Linked DNA regions of Anser cygnoides: region 1 is linked to region 2. The links are chromatin contacts, called in public Hi-C maps. All regions are on one chromosome and are shown on one strand. Each heading gives the region's core, a stretch centred on a gene start, on an enhancer-like site or on the middle of the called end of the contact. The rest is flanking DNA. Distances are from core to core; before and after follow the strand shown.

Region 1 (3,558 bases), core at 904-3,403, 380 kb before region 2:
CCATTTAAAATTCTCTCAAACTAGCAGCTGCTTGAGGAATGAAAAAGCACTTGGGTCTGGACAAATATTTTTTTCTTCTTCTGGGTTAATTTAAAAAGAAAAACAACAATTCTTTCCCCTGACAAATGAGACTTTCAATCAGCATTGAGCTATCGCTGCAGAAGGATAACCTGTCTTTGCTTACTTGACATATGGGATCCTTCCACTTCCAGAGGTGGAAGTCATGGTTAGGCTGAAGAGCACTTGACAAAATAAGTCGCTTCATGTTACCAGTCCATAAGAGGAATCATTTGGGTTTAATGGGGAGAAAAGAATAGGCAATCCACCCACTTTAGTTTTTTTGTGGTGCTGTTGAATTCTTTTATTGCTGTTGCTTATAACCACAGACAGAGGCAAGAAAGACTTATCCCGCCTTCCCCTCTCTTCCCTCTCCTTCTGTGCATTGGCTTCTATGCTCTAAAGTACTCATTTATGATGTAGGAGGGACCACGAGTGACTTCTGAAATCTGACGGGTTTCCAGATGCTGAGTTAGAATGCTCCTCATTGCAGGAGGCATACTGTAGTTCAGTAGGCAGCAGGATTACAGGAGGTATATTTACCTTCAAGAATACTCATTTTCCCTATCTAATTATCTCTTCATCTGCTGAGTCAGGAGGAAAATCAAAATCATCTTCTGGTTTAGATTGTGTTTTCTCAGGACTGACACGAGAATTCTGGGTGACATTCTCAAAAGCATTCAATTTAGTCGATCAAGAGACTGTGGCTTTTAGGAGCATCTGTTCCTCGGACGTCTTAGGGACATTAGAAAACAGTACCAATGGTTTGGAATAGGCAGAAGATTGCTGCCTTTATTGCCATCAGTATAGGGTAAGATCGCCATTTATTCTTTCAGATGAGGCTTTGAAAATGATGATTTCATACATTCTAACTGGAAGCCAAGCTGTCGATGAGACGTGTTTCAAAAGAGTAAGAGTTTGCACTAATATTTCCACTATACTTTTTTTATTTGTCTCTCTGCAATATATTTTCCTGACAACCACAAACTACAGCAGAGGAGGAGGAAGGTGGTTTTTGTGTGTGTGTGTGTGTGTGTGTGTAAGGCATTTCATTTATGCTCAGGGCAGCTGGGGTTGTTTTCTTCTTTTCTACAACATTCCAGGGTGATCTTCAAATTCCTATTCCCCATTTGAAAATTGGGTATAAGCAAGAGGCTTTTCTGCTTCATCAGTCTATTCTGCACAGTCTACAAGCGGTTTCAGACAGAGGCTTTCTCTCCTTCCAGAACTATGAACGCTTCCAGTATGCATGCTTTAATGATCTAGAAATACCGTGCTATCGCACTCACTGGCCACTTCTGCTGTGGACCAATTGCACTGTACCCGCAGAGACATGCGCTGCGTGTCTTTTTCTCATCTGGCTCTGTTCCCTCAGCCCGACTTGAGAAAAGCAGACTTTTCTCCATACAGCCCTGTCTGTGAACAACCGCGACAGCCAGTAGCTTGTCTCCTCGTCTCCGGCTGTATGCAGCTCTATCAGCAGTTTGGCCCAGCGTCTAATCCAGCGCAGCCTGAATCTCACCGAAACACAAACCCTATGTGTAGGATAACAGCACAGGTGGAAGCCTTTCGGTTAGTAGCTGGTTTGTAGAATAGTTTGGGATCATTCAGGTTGATAAATGCTGCATGAGGTTAAAGCACTATTGTGCCTCATGCTCGCATAAACTCACGTTTCTCGGCTTTGCTGTGCAAGTTAAGTCACAGCGGATCTGTCTGGAGCACCCATTGAGGCTAAGCAGTGGTGTGTCTTCCACTTCGTTGTTTGATATCAGATGTTTTATTAGGGAATTAAAGTAAAAACTTGACCTAAACAAGGCAGGCCTCCATGCTATTTTTAGCATGTTATGCCATATTCCATGCCCGTATTTCACAGGCTGGTGTGTAGTTAATGATGTGTGTCCTTCCTTACCTTGTTAATTGATGCACGAGCTTTGGGAGGTATGTATCATTATCTAATGTAATCATGCAGAAACGTGAAAACCGGAAAAGGGAGGAAAAGGGGGGAAAAAAAAAAAAAGCCCACATTCCTTGATGTCTTAGCACAGTAGAAGCGTGTGGGGGTTGCCCCAGCAAGTTCAGAGCTGGAATGCCTGACGCTATTGCCGGGCTCCTCAGGCTTTGAACAGCCCGTGGCTCCAAACGCCTCCGTGATCCTGTTTAGAGAAGTCATTTTAAACGTGTCTGCTCCTTCTGCTGCCCCTTGCCCTGGCACCTGGCAAGAGGGCAGAGGAGCCTCTCCCTCCATTTTCTGCTCACTGATCTCCATCTCGCCGTCGTTCGCTTTCAGCTTGGGAGGCAGGTGTTCTGGAGGCCGTAGGCTCCTTTAATCCCTATTAAGAACAGCAGATCACAGTGGCCCCTCTGGCCTTGTTCCCTATGACTATGAAACTAGCTTTAGCTGCACAGAGATTTAATCTTTCTAGTGGAAATGTGGTGTTGGTCAAAGGTCTGTGCTGCATCTTTTAGGACAGTTTCTTAGCTCTGTGAAGTTAATCATGAGGCAGCGGCCGCTCAGAGTCGCAGATTTTGGCAGAAGGCTTCTGCAACAGATTCACCTTCCTGCAGCTCTCCTCTTTTGTGGGGAGAGATCCCACAGAGGAAAGCCCCAAACTCTGCCAGAGGTGGGGAGCGGGCCTCTTGCAGGCTCCTGTTCTCACCACCACCCCTCTGGTGACCGGAGGGAGAGAACGAGTGGCCCTGGGGTGCGTTACGAGCTGCGTGGGGATGATAAGCAGCTCTGCGTCTCTGTTATCTTTAAACCCTAAACCTGTGCAGCCTCTCAGCTGCCTCAGGTCCTCGCTGGGAGCGTAGACAGGGACAAGCCGAGGGGTCTCAGCTACGGACCGCTGTGCCTGTCCCCCCGCCGGGAAGGGCTGGCAGGGAGCCGCCAGTCGCTCCTTCAGCTCTTTCCCCCCCCCCAGGATTTGTGCCTCCATCTTCAGTTAATTTAGATCATACCTAAAGTGCGTCCACAACTACGTTTAAGCAAAAGTGGTTTCCATAGTAACACTGGAGCTTTCCTAAATGCAGTCGATGATGTAAACAACTAAAATGACTGTCACCCCAAATAGTTGTTTATTTCTTCGGTGTAGTTTATTGAGTATTTAAATCTGCTGTAGCACACACAACAGATTTACCACTTCTAAGTATAACTTAGAGGAGCAACACGTTTTTTTCTTATTGCTTCCATTTCAGCTGATCTGTTTCCATGTCAACCGCGCACATTGATAAAGAATTGACATTCTGACTGCATGTGGCGGTACAGGGTACAAGGTGGCAATTAAAATAAATCAATGTTTCTAATGATGCTGATGCTAAAACTGTGCCAAAATCCTGGGATTCCCGTGCACAGTAGCCAGAGACTGCTGCTTCAGTCTGCAGAGAGCTAGGCAGGAATTCTCAAGGGAACAGAGTTTCTTTGCAGGGTTTTCAAGCCTCCTTGCTTACAGATGCAGAAGTACAGGGAAAGCAAACTCACTCTGTCTTTTTTTTTTTGCACTC
Region 2 (3,296 bases), core at 648-3,147:
TGGTGAAAGCATGCTTCTGGGAAGACACACATGTGGGACCTGCAGCTGGGCTTTTTAATTCAATGATTGCTTTCAAATTAACAGAGCACAGAAGGATTCCTATGTGAAATGGGAAGCTCTATTCAGATTCCCCTACCAGTGCAAGCGTGTTCAAAATTCAGCAATGAAACTGTACTGCAATGCAACAAATGTTCAGTTCTACATGTGACATTTTATACCACCTCTGGATCTGCGACTGGAAGTCAGCAGACAACAAGATTTCAGTTTAAAAAGTGCTGTTGAAAAAATGTCTTGAATTCATAGTACAAGAGAGACCATCTGCTGTGGTCAGGTATCAACACAAGCCATTAGCATATCTCCCTTGGAAAAACATTAGGAAATACTTTAGTTACTCGTCAGCTAATTAACACATCCTACTGATTGTGTTCGCTACAGTGAGATTCTGCAGTATTATTGTATATTTTCAGTTGCTATTCTTCTTTATTGGTGAGAGATCATGACACCATGTTGATAAAACATCCTTCTGCACTGAGGTACTCTCTGCCCTGAGCCCCTCGTAGATTTAATAATCTATATAATAGTAAAGGCAGAGAGTAACACTGTGGCAAAATACACATGCTCTTAATTTTCTCTTTCTTTGCTAATAGAGGTTGTAAAGATAAAGCACTTGGCCTTTCTTGAGCAGGTGCCTCACAAAACATTACACAAATAATGATAATTTCATACATTTTATATAAATTAATTACTAAACAACAAAGCAAGGTTTTCCTCCAAATAAGAACTACGGAGAGCAAATAAAAAGTAATTCACAAGTACTGTAGCGCCCTCTGCAGTTGATGTGTAAGCTCTGCAAATACATCTGCAAAATTACGACCTTCGGCGCACTCCTTGCAAATACCAGGAAGTCAAAACCTCTTCATGTTGAATCTCAGCAGAATTAACATTTTCATGATATTACCTTACTTTTTGGCATCACAGGGACGTTGTGCAGGAACTTTTAAATTCTTCTTCTAAATGCCTTGCCTATGAAAGGATGTGGAAAGCTGTTTTGTTGTTGCTGCTGTTCCAAGTCAGATTCCTCAGTGGTTCTTCTGGCATTCACTCTCTTGGAACTGGAAAGCAATTTGCAATGCCTCATCAGAATTATTTTTTTCTGGTTACTTCTAAGAAGTATCCAAAATAAGCTGTATTTATAAAAAATTATGTTAATTCATCCATTGATCACAGATTAAGAATATTTTACAGTTCAAACAGCTGCGCTATTTTGTTTTATAACGTTAACAGGGCATTTTGTAGAGATGTGTACAGCTCCAATTTCTTCACTCGGGTACCCTGGCATGGTATTATTTGTCATGTCAAATTTTTAGAAAACATTTGACACTTACTCTTGGGCCGGCCAGCTTTAGACGTTTGTTTAAATGTGCTTGCCTAAAGGCTTACGAAAAAAACAACTACTTGTTTTATAGCCTCCTTGTTGAATACTAGGTACATGGTTAGTCAACTAGTAAGAGTTCTTTACTGACTTGGTCATAAGCAATTAAGAAGATGATGTGAGGTTGAGCATAAGCAACAAAGGACATGATTTACATGAGAAACTTTTTGACATACAGTGAAGGTTTTTAACTTTAACATAACTTCAACCAGTTGTAGTTGGTAGTGCTGTAGCACAACACCTGATGGAGCTGCAAAAGCATGCCCCGCTGCGCTACCACATTTCTGTCAAGCAAATCTTGAGTAACTAAAAAGTCAGCAGGTTCTTCCCTTGTAACACTGAAACTCGTCCTCAAGCATTTTAACATTTGATTACTGGTGGGAGGCGGGAACGCCCCGAACGCTGCCCCCCTCGGAGCCCACCTGTAATGGCGGACTCCAAGCGCCCGCGGGGCGCGGCGGCAAATGGCGGCGGGTGTCCGGCCCTTCCTCAGCACTGCCGCCGGGTCCACCCCTTCCGGGCCCCGCGCCTCTAGCAACGGCGGACGCCTCTGTCGGTCTCTTTCTGAGGAGTCGGGGCCTCGGATGTCAGAAGCGGGAGCAGGTTCCCGGGAACAGCAGGAGGTAGGGTTGGGGGCTGATCAGCCCCAAGAGCTGGGAAGCAGGGTCTCCCAGCAGCAGGTACGCTACTGAGACCCCTACTGACGAGAAAGTGTCGGTCAGGCACCGTATAAATTACTGACCCTGACTCAATATCATCCATAGGGGATGGAACAAGCCTCTTATGAGCACCAGGTACCAGAAGTAAGCTTCAGCCAGAGATATGCAGAGGGACAGGACTCTCACCAGGCGCAGGAGGCAAGCCAAAGCATGAATCAGTCCAAAGCGCTGGGATTTGACCCTTACCAAACACAGGAACCAAGAAGTGCCTATCAGACATACGGAGCAGGACAGGAGCTTTACCAAGCCTATGAAGATGGGCATGGCCCCTATCAGCCACACGAACCCGGTTATGGGCTCTATCAGCCAGGATACAGCCCATATGATGATCAAATACCAGATCCCGAAGCCCGAATGCTGGCAATTCAGAATGCAAAAGCCTACTTGCTGACGAGCAGCACAACATCTGGCCTGAACTTGTAAGTCTGCAAAAGAGACAAGAGTGAAAGGGGTAGGAAGTATTAGTGGAGATGGAAGTAGTGGTGAAAGGGTAAAGGGTTATGCTATCAGGGATAGCAGAGTATAGAAAAGCAGAACATGTTATAAATGCAGTATTTAATCACTATGCTATAATTGTGTGTCTGGCCCCTTTCAATCAAAATTTCAGAGGGAATTTATGGTGTTCAAAGAGACTTCGATTAGATTAAGGCCAGGTTTGAATTCTGCTTTAGCTCCTCGGTCAGATGTGGGATAAACGAAAAATGGAAGATGAGGCTACTCTTAAGTATATTACAAAGAGGCTAGTTTTAAGTCTAATTTTCCAAAATGCTGCATGATCCCTTTTCATCTAACTGTTCCAATTTCTCTGAAGCCCAGGTGATTAGCTTGTACTTTTGATATTAAAAACAATATTCTAAGACTTCTGTAATAGTAGATCAATAATAATACTTATATTTATATGACAGATATGATCATCTTGCTAATACCCTAACAAAGATCCTGGATGAACAGCCCACAAATGTGGTAGACATAATTGAGAATATCAGCAAGGATGTGAAGTGGGCTCAATTTCAGAAAAAAATGGATACTCTTCGAGATGAACCTGCAATGCTTCCAACATTTGAATCTGCAGAAAGGCGTAAAACTTTGTTCCTCAAGGCATATGAAGAAGGAGATGAAGAACTAGAAGAAAAGATAGTGAGTTA

What was found. Hi-C and Micro-C count contacts between places; a contact is called where the count stands out from the background.
Region 1: a Hi-C map of granulosa cells shows a contact between it and region 2, with 2.2 times the contacts expected there. The contact joins the enhancer-like site here to the promoter of LOC106045318 in region 2. A contact is called at or near these places in 2 of 7 Hi-C or Micro-C datasets (granulosa cells and liver).

The regions. Positions count from the first base shown.
Region 1 is chr4:74,752,481-74,756,038 of Taihu_goose_T2T_genome, reverse strand. All of the region lies in intron 7 of CXXC4 (CXXC finger protein 4), which reads left to right. Among named protein-coding and RNA genes, the nearest start is that of TET2, 42 kb to the left of the region's middle. Within about 2 kb of position 2,153, at least 1 of the 3 cell types and tissues checked has open chromatin away from gene starts, as enhancers often do.
Region 2 is chr4:74,367,617-74,370,912 of Taihu_goose_T2T_genome, reverse strand. It overlaps LOC106045318 (radial spoke head protein 6 homolog A-like), which reads left to right and starts at 1,897. Exons shown (of 8, transcript XM_048066449.2): 1 at 1,897-2,112; 2 at 2,197-2,570; 3 at 3,057-3,288. The coding sequence starts at 1,897. It overlaps LOC106045331 (a long non-coding RNA gene), which reads right to left and starts at 1,981. Exons shown (of 9, transcript XR_010831572.1): 1 at 1,855-1,981; 2 at 959-1,112.